Regions from separate parts of the Mus musculus genome. Here region 2 is linked to region 1. A link is a contact called in public promoter capture Hi-C data. All regions are on one chromosome and are shown on one strand. The core of a region is the stretch at or near the end of the contact, and the rest is flanking DNA. Distances in the headings are between cores, read along the strand shown. Region 1 holds the start of 4933407G14Rik (RIKEN cDNA 4933407G14 gene). Region 2 holds the start of Cabin1 (calcineurin binding protein 1).

Evidence for each region. Promoter capture Hi-C pulls out the DNA fragments that hold promoters and counts their contacts.
Region 2: a promoter capture Hi-C map of pre-B cells shows a contact between it and region 1, with 4 times the contacts expected there. The contact joins the promoter of Cabin1 here to the promoter of 4933407G14Rik in region 1. A contact is called at or near these places in 1 of 39 promoter capture datasets (pre-B cells) and 1 of 484 Hi-C or Micro-C datasets (pro-B cells).

The regions. Positions count from the first base shown.
Region 1 is chr10:75,448,041-75,452,937 of GRCm38.p6, forward strand. 4933407G14Rik (RIKEN cDNA 4933407G14 gene) reads left to right here and starts at 1,470. Exons shown (of 3, transcript NR_045841.1): 1 at 1,470-2,413.
Region 2 is chr10:75,762,087-75,766,724 of GRCm38.p6, forward strand. It overlaps Cabin1 (calcineurin binding protein 1), which reads right to left and starts at 2,271. Exons shown (of 37, transcript NM_172549.3): 1 at 1,939-2,271.

The sequences.
Region 1 (4,897 bases), core at 220-2,719:
GCAATGGGCATATTCACATGAATGGGGGGGGGGGTCATTTCACAGTCTCTCACTCCTACACAAAGAACTACAGGCAGCTGTTGACTACTGGGCTGTAGCAGGAATAGTGGGACAGCCTCTAGGGGCCACACAGCCCCAAACGTATCTCCTGCAGGAGAACCTAATTGAAGACTACCTGAGAGACCAAGGATTGCTGGTACAGACAATGCCAACCAATCAAGATCTGCTGTTTAGAAAAGGTGCTTCCTTGGGACCAACGAGGGTATTAAAGGAGCTTGCAGCAGTGTTTAGAAAGCTTGCTGCAGCGTTTCTCACGTGCTCCCAGAGTCTCCGTTGACTCTGCACTACCTCAACACCAACTCCCAAGGGCAGGTAGGGTCAGGCAGAGAGCAGCCCAGGGCACAGGCAACACTGGGAAGGAGTATCAGCCTCTCCTAAGAGGTGAGAACCATTTGATTCTCCAATGCAGGGTGGTCAGCCTTGAAACCATCACTCACAAACAACAGAAACAGACTCAGCAAGGTATGTGTGCGTGCGTGTGTGTGTGTGTGTGTGTGTGTGTGTGTGTGTGTGTAAGAGAGAGAGACAGACAGACAGATTATCAAAAAGAAGCTATCAAGTTGAGAATGTGAGCCCATGGGAGAGGTTTGAGGGAAGGGACCTAGGAGGGGCTGGAGAGAGGAAATGAAAGGGAGAAGTGTTATAATTCTATTTTAATTTAAAATGTTTTCTTTTAAAGAAAGCAAGCTGAACACTATGGGAGGCAAGCCCAGTAAACCATTCCTCCATGAATTCCCGCTTCAGTCCCTGCCTCCAGGCTCCTATCTTGGGTTCCTATTCAGACTTCCTGCCTTGACATCCCATAATGAAGGACTGAAATGTTGAAGTGTAAGCCAAATAAACCCTTTGCTCTCCCAACTTGGATCAGATCATCCTATTTATTCAACCAACAGGGGAGCAAACTAGGGCAGGAATCCAAGGCTATCCTAGATTGCATAGCAAGCTCAAGACTAGCCAGAACCAGTGAGACTCTGCTGCAAATCAAGATCTAGGTAAGTAGTTCAGAGGCACAGTGCTTGTCTGGCATGCGCAGAGCCCAAAGTCAGTCCCCTAGGTCTGCTTTCTGTCTTCCCTGAGCGGCATTCCAGTGGCGAGGCAGATGCACAGCCAGACAGAGCCCTGATCTAACAACAACATGTGTTAGAGACACAGGGGACATTCGTGAACAGAGAAGAGGCCATGTAAGGACACAGAAGGCAGCCATGGCACACCCATAAAAGAAACCTCAAGAGAAGCCAAACCTGCCCACACCCCCATCTTGAACTAGGAGCGACTAGAACTCTGAGGAATAAATGTTTGTTGTCTAAACCACTCCTTCTGTGATGTCACATTATGATTTCATTACACAACTAACATTCTCTCACTATGAGTTCATACACACACACACACACACACACACACACACACACACACACCTACCTCAGCCAGAACATGTGCTCTTACATACTCAGGGTGTGTAGCTATACAGATACAGTTCTAGGAGGCATCCATGCCAAGAGAGGGAGAGGGAAATACTGCCCACTGGCCAGGATCAGTTGTTACAATGGAATCCAGTCTAAGTATACAATAAGCTCCTGAACTTTTAGGGGCATGGGAAATGAGCTGTCTGCTCTCAAATGCCACATTTGCCTTCTTGTCTATGTATCCCAAGTCCCTGAGGCTCAGCAGACTCCCAGAGTGCATAAGGAGATTCCATCAGTTGGGATACACAGGTGTATGACTAAGTCTCAATTTCCAGCTTCATTTTATGCTGGGTGCTTGAAAAACTGTTATTTATTTAAAAGGGGGAGGGTCATTAATTTCACATCTGTATTCAGTCAAATGCCCTTCCCCCACATGCTCTGTAACTGTTAAGACATAGCTCAAGGATAAAATTTAATTCTCTGGCTTGGTATTGAACACCTAGTCCAAGGTTGGCCAGTCAATTGCTATAGTTTCTTGTTAACCTCTGACTAAATTACAAAAGAACACGTCCTTGAAATCTTTCTGACACCCATGTGTATATTTAAATCCAATCCATATGGCAGGATATGATACAATCTTCTAAGACAGACGGTGCAATGGTCACTGTCTCTTGGTATTCACATTCCCATATGAGAATTAAAACTAGTAACTTTCTTTGAATATAAAGCACAGGGAGTTTCTTGGTTTACAACAATAAATTCCTTCATCGAAAGCTGGGAATAGCAGGAAGCCGAAATGCATTGCAAACGTCTGTCCTACTGAATGTAATAGCTCAGGACAATTGTATTAGCCTACGGATGGGAATAATCCAACACAAAACACGTTTGATTCAAAGCAGTGCCACAGGTCCCACAGTGGTTGCATGTGCGCTCTTCATACCACCTGAAAGGTAAGCGTTCTAAAACCTGTACGTTGAGGACTGTCTGGAGAGCAATCATGGTAGGTGGTGTTCCTGAGATGCGGTAGCCAAAGGACCAGGGCTTCTATCCTGCTCATTCAACTGTTTCGCTGTAAGAAAGTGTTAGAGCTGTCTTATAGAGAAGCCTGCATCCCGGGATCCAAACCCTACAAAGGACCATGTCAGTGAACTTGACAGTGGAGTCCCTTCAACCCCATCCAGCCTTTAGGATGAGAGCTCAATTATAACCTGAGGCACCCAGTTCTTGAACCTAGACCCTCGACCACAGAAATGGTCGGATAATACGTTTGTTGTCTGAAGGCACAAATATTAAAGTAATCTGTTATGCAGTAACAGACAGTAATATCCAATGTAGCATAATGTGTGCCACAGCAATGGACATCGGAAACACAAGACCCGACTCCAATTCTTCCTCTGACTTCTTGCCTAGAGCAACCTTTGCCTGACCTGAATGTGAGAGAGATGTTCTCATGGGTCATTTTATACACCACTGTCACGTCTTGCAACCTCTCTTGGTTTTGTCCTTTTGAGAAACTGGAAGCCCGGAACCACTTAAGTTCCTTTTGGCCTTTTGTTTAGACAGAGCAGGTGTTTGGACAAACAGATAAAAAAGTCGGTTTTGAGAAGTAAGAACTGTGCCAAAAACAAGCTGTTTGTTCGTGTTTGGAAGAAGACTCGAGGAGCAGAATTGAAGCAGATGTTCGGTCTGGGAAGAATTGGCTTCTGTCTTTATCAAAATGAGACTTCAGTGGCAATCACGAGCAGCCAGTCCCCCTTGAAACTTGTTCCTGGTGATTTCGCCTTCTTCATGGGCAGCCTAAGCCCCATTGGCAATTGTGACCGGCGACAGAGAGAGCAGCTCTTGGACACTCTAGGTCACTTGAGAGGAAAGGAAGCCAATTATTTTCTCAGGCCTTCTTGTCTCAAGGTTATTCTTTTGGGGGTGTCTGCAGCGGGACTGGCTGAAGCCTGTTTCCTACACGTAGCTCCACTTATTAAAACACAAATCACACACACAACAAGCCAAGCAAAGGGAAGAGGAGGGAAAGGCTGGAGATCAGAGTCATTGAGAGTTCAGGCTAAGAATAGAGAGGAATTCAGAGAGCTGCTTGGCTGTGTGACCTCCTGCAGGGACTTGGCAAAAGGCCAGTGCAGCTCTGGTATTTCTATGCTTTTACAAAGATCAAGTTGGCCTAAGAGGCAGGACACTGGGTACCAGGCTTGGCTCTGGAGTTACAGGAAAGCATAAGCTGACATGAGTACTGGAAACCCAACCTAGGACCTCTAAAAGAGCAGTCAGTGCTCTTAACTGCCGAGCCATCTCTCCAGCCCTTAGACAGCAAGACTTTTAACCGAACTGGAGAAGAAATGGATGAACACAAGATGATGTCATTGATGCCCGACTTTGTCCAATGAGGGTGTAATTGCATGTCCTCAGTGAATGAGGGATAGCTACAATCTCTACTGATTTCACAATCTGTGCAATCCAGTTCCTCTCGCTCACCCTCCCTGAGTGGCACAGATCAGTCCAAGCAACCACCAGCCCCTTGGGAATGTACTGTAGGGAACCAAGCACCTGAATCCACCTCCACTAGATCTTACACTAGTGGGCAGAAAGGACTCATAATTTGGAGATAAAACATTTTATCCTGAGTGGGACAAAGTGATGTACACATTTAATCCCAGCATCCAGGAGGCAGAGGCAGATGGATCTCTGTGAGTTCAAGGCCAGCCTGGTCTACTTGTCATGTGCTGAGACAGTCTGCACTACATAGTAAAGCCCTATCTAAAAATCGGGGGACAGGAGGGGGGAGAGGGGACACACCATTCTGTGATTGCAACTTTTGTGTTCCCAATACTCATGTTCCTAAGTTAGGAATTATATGGGTGCTGGGAATTGTCAGGGGCCATCTAGGAAAGGCTAAGGCTAGCAGGCGATCTTCCTGGAGGTGGCCCACCACGTTTTGCATGGTCTGCAGTAGGTGAGCTCTGAGAGGCAAGGCCCCAAGAAATTGCTTCTTGCAGCTGATATGCCTTTCCTGTTACTATTACATACCCTAAGGATTTCTGAGCATTAGCCCACCCTATTGAGGAGATTTCATGCAGATCAACATAAAGATGAGCTTTCATGAATTAATGTTGATTAGATGAATTAATGATTTCATAGAATTCCTGTTTTAAGACTTATTTATTTCACGTGTGTGAATACACTGTCACTCTCTTCAGAGACACCAGAAGAGGGCATCAGATCTCATTACAGATGGTTGTGAGCCACCATGTGGTTGCTGGGAATTGAACTCAGGACCTCTGGAAAAGCAGACAGTGCTCTTAACCGCTGAGCCATCTCTCCAGCCCCAGAATTCCTGTTTTGATTCAAATAGTTTTAGGAAGAAACTTTTAAGATGGTTTTAGTTGTTTTGCTAGAAAGATATAATAAAATTAAAAGCAAGAATT
Region 2 (4,638 bases), core at 1,021-3,520, 310 kb after region 1:
ATCCTAGTTTCACAAAACTTACTTCATCATATACTTTATGCACATAGCCGGAAGATAATTTTACATAAAATGTTTAATAATTTGTACATGGAACAAAGTATCATGGTACAGAATTTCCACAGTCATCTCTGCACTCAAAAGTTTTGGATTTGGGGGAAATTAAGATTTTCAGACTAGGATGCTTAATCTATAATCACTTATCAATTCCCAGCCTAACTGTTGCAGTTTTCTAAGAATAACACATTTTAAATTCTCAAGTTTCGCCGGGCATGGTGGTGCACGCCTTTAATCCCAGCACTCAGGAGGCAGAGGCAGGCGGATTTCTGAGTTCGAGGCCAGCATGGTCTACAGAGTGAGTTCCAGGACAGCCAGAGTTACACAGAGAAACCCTGTCTCCAAAAAAAAAAAAAAATCTCAAGTTTCTAACCCCCACCCTACCCTTTTTTTTCTTCTTCTTCTTTTAAACACAGAATCTATGTAGTGCCAGTTGACTGGGCCTGGACTTGCTATATAGACCAGACTGAGAGAGATAAACACATGCCTTTGCCTCCTGCGTTCTGAGATTAAAAGCGTGCACTGACATAGCAGGTCTGTTTCCAAACTCTATGAAGTTTCCATTGCTTAAGATCATAGTAAAGAAAAGCTATTTATGGCCCTCAGCTCTGCCATCCAGTTAGTGAAAGGCAACCAAGGGGCCTACTAGGGTCTAGGAGCCTGGCAATTTTTCTTGTCAGGGATAAGGGAGTTTTCAAGGTAGGGTCTCCCTGTGTAGCTCTGACTATCCTGGAACTTGCTCTGTTCCACCTGTCTCGGCCTCCACAGTGCTTGGGATTAAAGGCACACACACCATTACACACAGTGTGATGGTTTGCATATGCTTGGCCCAGGGAGTGGCACTATTTGGATGTGTGGCCTTGTTAGAGGTGTGTCACTGTGGGAGTGGGATTTTATACCCTAGTCCTAGCTTCCTGGAAGTCAGTCTTCTGTTAGCAGCCTTCAGATGAAGATGTAGAGCTCTCAGCTCCTCCTGCACCATGCCTGCCTGGATGCTGCCATGTTCTCGACTTGATGATAATGGACTGAACCTCTGAACCTGTAAGCCAGCCGCAATTAAATGTTGTCCTTTATAAAACTTGCCTTGGTCATGGTGTCTGTTCACAGCAGTAAAACCCTAACTATGACACCTGACTTCTGGCAGTCTTGAGGTTATGGTAGAACTGTGTGTGAGAGACTGACTTAACATAAATGCCCCTCTCTATGCCTGTTTCCTCTATGATGTGACATGCTGGTCTAGACATGGCCTGTAGGTTCACCATCCACTGCTATTATACAGCCCGAAAGGAGGATTTTTTTTTCTTTTTTACATTTCTAATGAGGAAAACAACCAGCCAACCAACCAACCTCTTGATTCATGACAATTACATAAAAATTATTTCCATTCAGCTTTCAGTATCTATAAATAAAATTATAGTGACACACTGTCTCATATATTGTCTTTGACTTTATTAATGAAACAATTGAACAGCCACCCCAAATCTAAAACACTTACCATTAAAAGTATTGTTTTTTTTTAAATTAAATTTACAACATAAAATATAAATCTATCTACAAGAGTGTGCCAACCCCTGAAGGAGATCATTCTAAATTTTATTCCTAAGCAAATTAATCAATCACATAGAAGGAACTTTACCCAGATGAGGTTCAATAGGCCACACTGATGACCTATAAGAAGTCACGTCTTGAAGAGTTAAGCGGCAAAGTCCACAAGTGCAGAAACCTGACAGCGCCAGGTGAAGTCGTTCTACCTGCCTCCTCCATGGAGGGTGTTGAGCAGAATGGCTGCAGTCGGGGTAAGCCGCACCGGAACTTTAAAGTCGTTTAAAACCTTCCCTCGGCCTCAGTTTCCACCCCTGGAAATGGTACTCACATCACACTCACCTCGCTGGGCTGCGGTGAAGGTGAACGAAAGGACGCACCGAAAGGGATGGCTTCGAGCTGCGGTCACTGTGACCCACCCTAGGCGCCACCGGGCGAGGCTGCGGGAAGCGAGAAGAAGCCAGCGTGGGCAGAAGACCCGCGCCCGTGCCTTCGGGTCTCGAGCCTGGCTTCGGCCCACCGCGCCCGGGAGGAAGGGGAAGAGCGGGTCTTCTCGCGTGGTTCCACCTCCTCGCGCTCACGGGAGCCGTGCGCACACTTAGCAGACACACACAGCCCTTGCTCCCCGGAACTCGACCGGCGTCTCCAGGGCAACGGCCGGAGCTCCCAGACTCCTGCGCGCGACAAACCAACAAGGAACGCTCTCATTGGCTGAAGTGTCAGCCTTATCAGCCAATCGGAGTAGGCTGTTTGGGCGGACCCACGGGTTCGCTGTGCGCTGTGTCTTTGACTCGCGCGCGTGGGAACGCTGCTGCCTGCTGCTGCTGCGCTCCGCTACCTGCAGGACTTAACAGTTTTGTTTTATTTTGCTTTGGTTTTGTTGTTGCTATTGTGTTTTATTTTGGTCTGGTTTGTTTTAAGCAGTGTCTCACTAGTGCAGCCCAAACTAGCTTCGAACTCGTGGCTATCCTCCGGCTTCGGACTCCGGCTTGCTAAGGTTACTGGCCATCACATACTACCACTTGCACGCACGCTTTATGAACGCGAGTTTACAAACTAGAACCCCCCCCCCCCCCATTCACTAAAACAAGCGCATTGCTGCCAAAGACCCGGAGCAGGTGTTCTGACGATAATGATTGGAAACCCAAGCGACACGCAAGCAGAACTAGATAGGGAGCTGGAACTTGTTATGGTGCCCAGGCCTCGCCTCTTCTGCCTGGTCTGGAACTCCGTATTTACAGGCTCTCCGACTCACAAAGATAAGCCTGCCTCTGTCTCCCAAGAGCAGGGATTAGATACATGAACGACTTAGAAACGCAAATGATTTAAAAACCAAAGGGCGGGGGAGCAGACCCGCTTAAGAAACGTGTCAGAGAAGTTTACCGGTTTTTGAGCAGAAAAACCTGATAAGGAGAGGTTAGTATTTTGGGAGTTGATGCAACCCTTTAGGGAGGAGCTCCACACTGCTGGAATCCCTGGTGGCAAAGTATCCCACAAGAATGATTTAAATAACACTAAGGGGCTGCAGAGCCGTCTTGGCAGTTCAGAGCACTGGCTTCTCTTCCAGGGGACCTTGGTTTGAAGACCAGCATTGGCACAGCTCACAACCGGCTGTAATTTCAGTTCAAGAGTTCAAGACGATCTCCAACGCCCTCTTCTGGCTTCTTCTGGAACTGCACAATGTGGTACACAGCCATACATGCAAGCAAAACACTCATACACATAATTTTTTTTAAAAAAAGGTTTGTTTACTTTATGAATGTAAGTACACAATATCTGTATTCAGACACACCAGAAGAGGGCATCGGATCCCATTACAGATGGTTGCAAGCCACCATGTTGGGAATTGAACTCAGGAACTCTGAAAGAACACATTAAAATTTTTTTTTTTTTTTTTTTTTGGTTTTTTGAGACAGGGTTTCTCTGTATAGCCCTGGCTATCCTGGAACTCTGTAGACCAGGCTAGCCTCGAACTCAGAAATCCACCTGCCTCTGCCTCCCAAGTGCTGGGATTAAAGGCGTGTGCCAACACTGCCCAGCTCACATAAAATTTTTAACAATGAATGTTACGGCTTTTTTCCCCCATATTGTAAGAGTTTGAAAACTTATTTAAAGCTGGGCATGGTGGCACACGCCTTTAATCCTAGCACTTGGGAAGCAGAGGCAGAGTGACCAGGTGATCTCTGTGAGTTCCAAGACACCCAGGGTAACACAAGGTAACACAAACCCTGTGTAGAAAAACAAAAACCAAACAACAACAACAAAATGCGGGGGGCGGGGGAGCAAGGCTTGTTTAAAAAGAAAACATTAACAGTAAGAATCATGGTGCATAATTCAATCAGTCTGGTACAAAGAAAACAACCTTATTAATATTCCAAGAGGTTAAAAAATATATTACCAACTTTGACTTCAGAAAAGTATAGACTGGAGGTTGGAGAACACCAACTGGCTCTTCCAGAGGTCCTGAGTTCAATTCCCAGCAACCACATGGTGGCTCACAACCATCTGTAATGGGATCTGATGCCCTCTTCTGGTGTGTCTGAAGACAGCGACAGTGTACCCACATACATAAAAGAAAAAAAAAAAAGTATAGACTGCAAGAGGGTAGAGGAACAGAAAGAAAAATTATTAAAATTGTGTAAACAGTGAGTCTTGGTGGTGAGACTTCTGCCTGTGCACACTCGGGAAGCTGGGGCAGGAGGATCACTTCAAGTTCAAGGCTAGCCTGTTTTACACAACAGATTCAGGTCAGTCAGGGCCACCTAGAAAGAGCCATTCTCAAAACCACAAATATAGCACGAATAGTATAGTATGCTTATTGGATCCAGTTTCCATCACTCGGTTCTTGAAAAATAGACCCCATGCCGGGGTCTACAGGGTAAGGGTTCAAAGGTGAAAGAAATATTGATCATGCCAGAGCCTCAAACAGAACAGAATTGACAGAGAGATAGCTCGGAGCTACCTTGGGGTGGGGAGAACATTTGAGAAGTGAGAGACCTTTCTATGCAAGCCGACAGGTAATATCAGTGTATGTGGTAGGGG